2 separate regions of the Capsicum annuum genome follow, and region 2 is linked to region 1. The links are chromatin contacts, called in public Hi-C maps. All regions are on one chromosome and are shown on one strand. The core of a region is the stretch at or near the end of the contact, and the rest is flanking DNA. Distances in the headings are between cores, read along the strand shown.

The links. Hi-C and Micro-C count contacts between places; a contact is called where the count stands out from the background.
Region 2: a Hi-C map of placenta shows a contact between it and region 1, with 7 times the contacts expected there. The contact joins two enhancer-like sites. A contact is called at or near these places in 3 of 5 Hi-C or Micro-C datasets (leaf and placenta).

What each region holds. Positions count from the first base shown.
Region 1 is chr9:215,496,504-215,502,232 of UCD10Xv1.1, reverse strand. No RefSeq gene overlaps it. Among protein-coding and RNA genes, the nearest start is that of LOC107840986, 9.8 kb to the left of the region's middle. Within about 2 kb of position 4,427, at least 1 of the 5 cell types and tissues checked has an H3K27ac peak or open chromatin away from gene starts, as enhancers often do.
Region 2 is chr9:215,529,583-215,535,519 of UCD10Xv1.1, reverse strand. No RefSeq gene overlaps it. Among protein-coding and RNA genes, the nearest start is that of LOC107840986, 23 kb to the right of the region's middle. Within about 2 kb of position 3,044, at least 2 of the 5 cell types and tissues checked have an H3K27ac peak or open chromatin away from gene starts, as enhancers often do.

The sequences.
Region 1 (5,729 bases), core at 3,178-5,677:
TCAGATTAGAGCCTCTAAAAATAGGGAAAAAATCTTGTTGAAAATGCCCTTTTTTTATAATCATAATGTCCAGATCAGTAATCTTTTACGAGCAACAGGTACCAGATAGATGGGAAGAAATTACTTAATGCTTGTCTGTATGGATAGTTGAATCTGAGATCTCATGGTTCTCGCCCACTTTATTGACTTAGACCATACCATTGGGTATGAGTTCAAACACGAGCTTCACGATGCATCAATTCAAATTTAATCAGGCCTCAATATAAGTATCAGCTATCTCCCACGAGCAACATGTATCAATATTCTATCCAAAAAGGCTAGGATAGATGGAAAGAAATCACTTAGTGTTTGTCTCCACTGAGATTTGAACCTGAGATCTCATCATTCTCGTCCACTTCATTAACTATCAGGCCACATCATTGGGTATGAGTTCAAGCACGAGTTCCACGATGTATCAATTCAAAATTTAACCGAACCTCAACATAAGTATCAACTAGCTCTCACGAGCAATAGGTACCAAATACCTCTATCCAAAAAGGTTAGGATAGATTGGAAGAAATCACTTAATGTTTGTCTCCACTGAAATCTTATGATTCTCGCTCGCTTTATTAAATATTAGACCACACCAGTCGATACGAATTCAAACACGAGCTCCACAATATACCAATTCAAATTTAATCCAACTTCAATATAATTACCAGACGCGAAAAAAGAGATTTTGTTACACTGGCCCCTACTACTGTTTTCAAGTGCTAATTTTAGCCATAACAATCACAAGTGCACGTGGATAACATGTGCAGTCAGAATACATTGAATGTCATTGTTTCCTCTGAATTAAAGAAAAAAAAAATGTTGGTTCCTTATGAAAATAGTAATGACTTGTGCCTCTTTTAACAACAATTAATATTCTTTTGTACTATTTATTATTATGCATTTGTGAATCATGATTTTTATTATTAACATAATTAAAATACTAAAAAAGAAGTAAATAGTTTGATGTAAGTATAAGTGACTGAATCTACGTTCATATGTGTTTCATGAAAATACCTGTCCTAAAAAATTGTCAGTTTAATTAGCCTATCATGATGCAAGCATCATTTTTTTGGGAAAAGATATGAATATACCCCCGAACTTTAATGAAAAGGTATATATATATCCCTGAATTTTGATAAATGATACAGATATACCCTCTGTCATACTTTAGGTACAAAGATACTGTTGTCGTTAATGAAAAGGTACATATATACCATTCTCACTAATGGAAGAACACGTGTCACAATCTTGTCATTTTTTCCTTTTTAATCTAATTTATCCTCACCCTACCCGAAAATAATTCTAATTTGACCCACAAATCGATTCAAATAATAACTCAAATCCGACACAGTCTAATAGAATCTTCAAGATGCATCTTTATTCACATATATTCATTCTCTCTTTCTCTTTCTATTAGATCAGGTTGGGTTTGGGTATTATTGGATCGGTTATGAGTTAAATTAGAATTATTTTAGGGTGGGACTGGGATAAATTAAATTTAAAAAGGCCAAATGAACAGGATTGTGACACGTGTTCTGCCGTTAGTGAGAAGGGTATATATGTACCTTTTCATTAACACAAGGATATATTTGTACCTAAAGTATGACGAAGGATATATCTGTACCATTTATCAAAATTTAGGGGTGTATATGTACCTTTTCATTAACAACAAAGGTATATTTGTACCTAAAACATGATGAAAGGTATATTTGTACCATTTATCGAAATTCAGAGATATATTTGTATCTTTTCCGTTTTTATTATTAACATAATTCAGAGAAAAGAAAATAAGTAAGTTATTGAAATTATCAGTGACTGATTCTAAAAAAATACTAAAAAAGAAGTAAATAGGTTGACGTAAGTATAAGTAACTGAATACATGTTCATATATGTTTCGTGAAAAGACAAGTCCTAAAGGATTGTTAGTTTAATTAGGCTATCTTGATGCAAATTAACATCAATTATTATTATTAACAGAATTCAGAAAAAAGTAAAGTAAATAAGTTGTCGTAAGTATCAATGACTGATTCTATGTTCATGCGTACATGTTCCTTGAAGTGATCGAGTTCCAAAGGTTGTAGTTTAAGCAACCTATCTTAACGCAAGTACCAATGATTAATTTTACAATTTAAATTCATGATCTATATAGTTGAAATGAAAGTAAATTTATAGATATACATTTAAACAATTTGACCAAGCTACATTATAAGTTTTTTTTTTTTTTTTTTTTTTTTTAAATAGTTAATCCAAGACTTTCCTTTGTTTATGGTAGCAATATGAATTTAAATTTTTGTCGACTTAATTACAACAAAGAATCTTTACGCAATTTAATTATTTAAAAGATAATTACACATAAATTCATAAAATGAATATTAGTAAAATTAATTGATAGTGTAAAAATTGTAAATACGGCTTGTACATGTAATGAATATCAATGTTTCATGAGATTAACTTTATTTTTAGTCTATCATAACATGAACTTTATGACCTGTAAATAAATAATTTAGTTATTTCCCATTTTCATATAGGGAAGAGTAAATTTAATTTGATGCTTTTTTAAAAAAAAATAAAAATAAAAATTACTGACACTTTGCATATGATATTGATGAGATCAATAAATTGAATCAGAGAATGGGTTCCCATTAGGTTTAAAGTTTCATATCTTAGCAATTTTTTTTTTTTTTACATTATTAGTAAATTTTAATCTATAATTATAAGTTAATTTCTGTTCACTCTATTGTCGTTTTTTTTTTTTTTTTTTAGCCTGTTATGGTAATGCGTTGTTGTGCTGAGGATATATCAAAAATAATTTTCTAATTAAGAAAGATAGGAGCCACTTATGAGATAAGGCCGGCCGGAGGCCAAAGCCACTAAAGCATAGGCTTTAGGCCTCACACATTTTGGGGCCCCATTTTTTTTTTTTTTTTCATTGTTGTTTTTTAATTAATGTTAGATTTTTTGTTATTTTAAAGTATATTTGCTTTCTTAAAAAAGAAAATAAAGAACAAAGTCTATATAGGAAAGAAAAGTACTTATTAATTATGTGATTAATGATTACAGTTAGATAATTTAATTTCATATTAATGATATTCTCTTCTTTTAATCTTTCTCGTAATAAAATTTGTACTATTCTCCAAAAAATGTCCCAGTGACATCGAAAAATTAAATTACACATTCCTTCAATTTTTTTTTCAAAATACTGCAGTTAGCAAATTCAATCAGTAGAATAATATTATACTTCCCAAAGCAAGTTTATTGTTTTAACTTATTATTATAGTGTTTTTATTCTAGAAAAACCTATGGCCTCTTATAAATTTTGACTTTAGGTCATAAATATCATTGAGCCGCCCCTGTCATGAGATTACACTGGACATATTATCAATGGATTTACGTGTAATTATTTACTTAAATAAATTTTTATTTGATATATAAATGTTTTATTTTACACCATCACTATTTAAAACTTTTAATAGATACATCTATTAATTCATTTCCATTGATTTAGTGGTACAAGTATATTTTGTTTTTTCTAGTCTACATAAAAGAACCACCCCCCCCCCCCCAAAAAAAAAAAATGTTTTTTATTTCTTTAAAAAAAGTTGCACTTGTCTTTTACTAGAAAAAGAGTTAATTAACATGAATGTAAATGATGTAAGTGCCTTTATTTTTCCTAAGAAAAATTAAAGGTTTTATATCTTGACATAGGATTAATCTTTCTAATTTAATTAGTGCACGTTTGGAATATTGTTTTGAAAACTATCTTGAATGTAAATGATGTTAAGTGCCTTTATCTTTCATAAGAAAAATTAAAGGTTTTATATCTTAATATAGGATTAATCTTTCCATTTCAATTAGTGCATGTTTGGAATATTATTTTGAAAAACTATCTTGAATGTAAATGATGTTAAGTTCCTTTATTTTTGATAAGAAAAATTAAAGGTTTTATATCTTAATATAGGATTAATCTTTCCATTTTAATTAGAGCCTGTTTTGAATATTATTTCAAATTTTTTATCTAAACATAAAACTGTTATAATTTTCTGAAATTCAAAAAACTCTAAAAAGAATTCTTTTCACAATTTTCATTCTAAAATCTATATCACTCACAACAATCCAAGAACAGCTCCAAGTAGTATTCGTCTCCCAATTCAGAGGCGAATTCAAGATTAAGTTTATAAGTTCTCATCGATCTCAAATTTAATAATTAAACGAGACAAAATAAGGGCCTACAATGGTTACCAAAGGGATCGGACTCGAATAAAACAAATCTTAAAAGATTTCTTTTTTATCATTGGACCAGCAACACGTTTTATCAATGAGTTCTCAAATCGTATATATAAATATAGACCGTGCAAAATTACTAAAATTGCAAAAATCTTATCTCGATACCCTAAATTTGCCTCGATTCACAATTCTTATGGCCAAACGAAAGGAATATTACCTTAAAAGAAAGATACCTCTATGCCTATAAATTTTTTCCATGAGAAGTGAATAAATGTACTAAAAATGCATTATTAATTTACGAAAAGTTCAATGAATTAATATAAAACTTTGTGTTTATTATTTTTATTGTGTTTATGAATGTCTATTCATTAAAATAGTTAATGTTTGGTCATTTAAAGCAAGTTTTAATTACTAGGACTCTTCACATATGTTGTAACATTGATTTGTGCTAATTATTATGACAATTGATAATGATGTTACTAATAAGTAATTAATGGCCGTATAATATATGAGAGGGAAAACACATTAGCTTCAAAGACTAAGTTTATTTGTTTGTATTACGATTGGGACCTCTCATATATTTAAATATTAAAATTTAGATGTCTGAAACTGAATATTAGAATATTATATTAAGATTGAAATACTAAACAATTACAATAACAACAACAAATTCAGTGTATTCCCATCTAGTGGGGTCTGGGGGGGTAAAATGTACGCAGTCCATACCTCTACCTCTGATGAAGTAGAAAGGCTGTTTCCGATAGACCCCCGGCTCAGAAATACTAAACAATTAAGAATTTAAAAATGTATAATTTACCTATATCCCTGCATGTTTATCATTATTAACCTAAAATTCTAATTTTTTATTCAATTTCATAAAATCCCACTTTTTAGTTGTTGAAGATACATTTAAGTAATGTTAGATACATCCTACAGATACATGTAATTAATAAACTAATTTATTTAAATTCAAAAATGTAACGGTTAAATTTTCATTAATGTAGCAATTAATCTAATTTATAATGGTAAAGGCTCAATAAAATCCCACAAAAACATGTTTTGATTTCTTATTCCATATTTTTAAACAAAATTTCTTCCATTATCAATTTCAATATAAAACAACTCCTATAATTTTTGTTGTTTTTTATTTTGTTTGACGTACTTGCAGATTCGTCCTTTCTTTTCATTTTTTTCGTGTTAATTATTCCTTTTTGAACTATTTGCAATGAATGTTTTTGTGTCATAACGTCATTCCGGTGTTTGGGTTTGTGATGTCAAGTACGAGAGCTATAAGAGTTGATTTCGGCCATTGTTGTAGAACTTGAAATCGACGAAACATGAAAAAGATTTGAAAATCCGATACGTTGTTGATCGAAACTCATCTCCCTTGCTTATCCGTAATGATATGGGTGTAAAGCTATTCATTTCTCATAAAATGTTGTAAAGTTATTTTAAATTCTTGTATCTATTTG
Region 2 (5,937 bases), core at 1,795-4,294, 35 kb before region 1:
TCATTATCAATTTATATAATTGAAATAATTAAGTTTTGGAATATCATCAAGATTTGAGACAAAAAGGTACCCATTTTTGTAAGAATTTTTTATGTATAAACTTTTAGCTAAATGTTGAAAAACCATAGAATAAGTCCCACTGATAAAGACTTGTAGAACACCATATCCAAAAAAAAAAAAAATACAAATTGGAAATGCCGACAATATAATCTTCATGTGTACACACACTTTTTAATTATTAAATTTATAATATATATATATATATATATGAAAAATTAGTTGAGTGTGGTCTTGCTTATCATTGCATATTAATAGTCGTAGTTAGTGGAGGACTCAGGATTTAGGGATTGTGGGTGCACGAAAGGTTCGAACACATATATTGATGTTCAAAGCTTAAAGATTATGCTTGAAAACTAAAGCATCCTGCTATTTTCGTGGCTTACTGGGTGTTTTTCTAAATCTTATATTAGATTTTATACATTTTTATATAATTATACCTAATCTGCGTCGAATTTAATGGATGTCGGAGCACCAAAAGTTTGGCTATAGGTCCGCCCCTGGTCGTACTATTACCTCACGTAATTTCGTCTTCTCAATTTCTATTATTTTCTGCTACTTCTTGTACTTCTATTATCGTTTTTATGTTTTGTTGTAGTTACTGTTCAGAATGATTTGTTATGCTTTTTGGTAGTAATTTGTCATCGATTCTTCATTTCTATTATTTTCTTTTTTCGAACTGCTTTAAATATGTTTTTCATCGAGTTGAGGATATATATTGGAAACAACCTCTCTTACCTCCAAAGTACGGGTAAAATTTGCATTCATCTATCTTTTCCAAACTTCATTTTGTGAGATTATATATTGTATATGTTATTATATTTAGTAATAAAAAGTTATTTGACATTTCAAATTAGTAATATACGAGGATATAATCATTTTTTTTAATATATTTTTAGATCATTTAAAAACAAATTACAATTGCTTGGTTGAAGTAAATATGGGTTGGTAATTTAGAAAATATAGTACTAACAATTTGTTTTAGTTTTTGCTAAACTAAATTGGGAAATGTATAGTATATTTAAGTAATTAAAACCCACTACATTAACTCAACCTGTCGATGTAAATATCAAGTACGAATAAATGTTTACTATACAGTTAAGTTAATTTATGTTACTTTAGTTAGTGAGATACTATCGTAAATAGTGTTATCAACGCCCATTTTTATAAAAATAGAGAGATTTTGTTATATTTCGAAGTGTAGCAGCATTTTGATTTTAAAACATATTAGTATACATGTATTCTTGGGCATATATTACCTTAACCTAATTAAAAATCGAGCTGATTAATATCTAATTGTAAATGTATCTGTGACCAACTGTATATGTATGTAAGTGTTTTCAAAGCAGAAGTTGGATGTATATATATATTAGATACACAAAAACATCTCTCTCTTTATATATATATATATTGTATATATGCTATAAAAATTACATAATCTTGCTATCTTGTGTAATTTTTTCTTTAAAAAAAAATATGTGGATTGAGATATCTAGTTTGGGTAAAATTTTTAGTAATTCAACCTTAATTAATTTCTTCAAATTTATTTGTAATTGTCAGTGGAAATTGATTGCTCAAACCCAATTTGAGGAATACTTAGTGGCCTAAACTTCAAAATGGCCCATTATCAAGAAATTATGTTCACTAATTAGCCCATTAAATTGCTCTAAACATACACTTAAGCCTATTAAGCATAACTTCTCTAATTCAACCTAACTTAGCCTATTAATAGCCATTTTTAGATGCATATATTCAAAAGAAAGGGCAGTACGGTGCATTAAACTCTCACTATACGAAGGGTTCGCAGTGTGGAATTAGAATTTTTACTAAGGGGTTCAAAGTAAACATACAAACTAGCCGAAGGGGTTCAATGTTAACTATATATACATAAAAGATAATTTTAATCATGTATAAATAGTATAATTTTTCGTTGAAGGGATTTCGGATAGATGAACCCCCTGAGCTAAAGGTGGCTTCGCCCCTGATCCACAAGTGTTTATTATAAGCAGTCTTAATTACCTTGTATTTCTATCGGAGGCTGATTCTATAGCTTGAACCCGTGACCTCCGGATCACATGACAACAATTTTATCAGTTACTCCAAAGATAGACTATTTTTCAATACTTTACAAGTCCTTACTATTTTTGACTTGGCACACATCATATTCAACTAAATAAATACTCTCTTCGTTCATCTTTATTTGTCTATTTTTGACTTGACACACATCTTAAAAAGCAATAAATAATAAGGATAATTTCACTATATTATCTTTTGAATATAATAAATTTAATCTTTTAAAAAATGCATCAAGTTATGAAAAGTAGTTAATACCAAGGATGAAATAGGCAAAAATAGACAAATTATCGATTGATTTTTCAAACTAAACAAATATTATTGAAAAAAAGGGATTTTAACAATTTTAGTTGGTTAGCTGAAAATATCTAAAGCACACCTCTATTTCACCCAAAAATTCACCTAGGTCCAAATGATCATAAATTTTCAATATTTAATGATTAAAACATGTGTACATCAATTAACAAGTCTTAATCATGATAATGACATTTGATTAGATAAAAAAATTGCACTTAAAGTTGTGTTGCATTGTCATTAATTCCTCATGGACCATTTAATAATAAAGGCTTAGAAATTGACAACAAAAATTGCTAATCTTAACTAGACAAGATGAAAGACTGCCCTCATGCCTTGGCTACAAGCTAGGGTAGTAGGGTTTGAACTATGGACCATTTAGGATGTGTTTGGTAGGAAAGGAAGATATTTTCAAGTTTTTCGTGTTCGGTTAGTTAAAATATTTTGAAATTTATCATCTCAAAGAAAATAAGTTCGTAACGTAAAAATCAAGAAAGCAACATTCCTTGTATAGGGATTGTAGGAAAAATAATTTTTACGAGTGGCATTCTGTGTTGGTTGTCTGCCTCTCACAACACTCTATCCCCTCAGCGGGCTATACCCTAACAACCACTCCCCACCCCTTACCCCACCTCGAATCGACCCTGCCCCCACCCTCCATCTGTCATCCCATCACCCCTACTTTCACCCTCTTCAATATCCCCTTGAATTATGATCAAAGTTGCTACAATATATTCCAACTTTACAAGGGTCCTATTACCCCCTAAACTCAATTTTAGCACACTTTATCGCTTTTTTGTGCTGATGTAACATCTTTATTACATAAAATGAGATCTACGTTAAAGGTGTCATGTCAGCTAAAAAGATTGACAAAAAGCATCACACCAGCATAAAAGGGTGATAAAAATACGCTAAAATTGAGTTCAGGGGATAATAGGACTCCGATAAAATTGAAATGTGTCGTAACAAATTTGGTCATAATTCAGAGGGGTGCCAGATGCTTCGCTCTAAATTGTATATAAACATATAAGAGATAGTACTTTTTGTTTACTTATCGAATGTCAAAAATAAATTAAAAAAATCAAGAAAATATTTTCCTTCATATACCAAACACACCCTTAATAGAAACAAAAAACTATGGACCATCCATTGAAAAATGAGGTACATAATTGAAAGGTGGCTATATTTTTCATAGGGCAACAATTAATTTCAACCCCTAAATGGATTCCTATGATATTGATAGGATGACATTTCAACTACTTATGAAAAAAAATATTAAAGAAGTCTTTTGAGAAAGCTGCAATTTGCATTAATTTCTTCATGAACCTAGAAAAGTATAGCAATTTTACTACAAAATGTCAATATCTTGAAATCACTATATACCTACCATTCCCACATGTATGTTTCTTGAATCTATTATATACATGTCAATGTCTAAATTTTGATCCAAGTATCCAATATTATGTTACTTACTTATTGACATTGAAAGATTGATTGATCGAAATTTGTTCCTGACCAACTCGTAAGTGGCATTTCATTGCTGGTCGACATATCATAAATATTCAATATGCTTTATTTTATGTAGCTTTTACATGTCAATGTCTAAATTTTGATCGAAGTATTCAATCTTATGTTACTTACTTATAGGCATTAAAAAATTTGATTGATCGGAACATGTTCTGGACTAGCTCGTAAGTAGCATTCCACTACTGGTCGACATATTATAAATACTCAATATGTTTTAGTTTATGTAGCACTGTTTTATATGTCAATGTCTAAATTTTAATCCAAGTATCCAATCTTATGTTACTTATTGGCATTGAGAGATTGATTGATCGAAATATGTCCCTGACCAGCTCGTAAGTGGCATCTTACTGTTGGTCGACATGTTATAAATACTCAATATGATTTATTTTATGTAGCACTATTTTACGTGTCACTATCTAAATTTTGATCCAAGTATCCAATATTATGTTACTTACTTATTAGCATTGAAAGATTGATTGATCGGAATATGTTTCGGACCAGCTCGTAAGTGGCATTCCATTGTTGGTCGATATATTATAAATACTCAATATGCTTTATTTTATGTAGCACTATTTTACATGTCACTATCTAAATTTTGATCCAAGTATCCAATATTATGTTACTTGCTTATCGACATTGAAAGATTGATTGATCGGAATATGTCCCTGACCAGCTCGTAAATGGCATTTCATTGTTGATCGACATATTATAAATATTCAATATGCTTTATTTTATGCAGCACTATTTTACATGTCAATGTCTAAATTCTGATCCAAGTATCCAATATTATGTTACTTACTTGTAGGCATTGAAAAATTGAGCGAAACATGTCTCTAATCAGCTCATAAGTAGCATCCTACTGCTAGTCGACATATTATATATAAATACTTAATATGCTTTATTTTATGTTGCACTATTTTACGTATCAATGTCTAAATTTTGATCCAAGTATCCAATCTTATGTTACTTATTAGCATTGAAAGATTGAATGATCGGAACATGTCCCTGATCAGCTCGTAAGTGGCATTTCATTGCTAGTCGACATATTATAAATATTCAATATGCTATATTTTATGTAGCACTATTTTACATGTCAATGTCTAAATTTTGATCCAAGTATCCAATATTATGTTACTTATTGGCGTTGAAAGATTGATTGATTGGAACATGTCCCTACTGGTCGACATATTATAAATACGCAATATACTTTATTTTATATAGCACTATTTTATATGTCAATGTCTAAATTTTGATCCAAGTATCCAATCTTATGTTACTTAGTTATAGGCGCTGAAAGATTTGATTGATCGGAACATGTCCCTGACCAGCTCGTAAGTAGCATCCCACTGTTGATTGACATATTATAAATACTTAATATCATTTTATTTATATAGCACTATTTTACTTGTCAGTGTCTAAATTTTGATTCAAGTATCCAATCATATGTTATTTATAGGCATTGAAAGATTAATCGAAGCATGTCCCTGACCAACCCGTAAGTACCATCTCAGTGTTGATCGACATATTACAAATACTCAATATCTTTTATTTTATGTAACATTTCTTTCTTAGCTTGTTTTAGAAAGGATTAAATATTTTTATATTTGAAAATAATTTAGTTTTTTTATTTGATGCTAAATGACATAATTTGTAGTCATACAACGATACAAATGTCATAACACACTTACAAAGAATGCCATAAGTTCCTAAAAATATTATTTTTTAAAATTTTTTATGTTCGATCAAACATCATCGTATAAAATAAACAAAGGATTCAACGTTGATTCTCTTCCCCGCGGATCCAATCCCCGCCCCTAACCTTCTCACTTTACCCTCATACCCCTTCGCCACCGACTACCAATCTCATTTCATAATATTTATTTAAATTATATATAAAGATTTTTGAAATAATATTTTCTGTTAACTAATCACCAAACATTAAAAAAAATATGTAAAACCTTTTCCTTCCCCACACGAAATCAATCT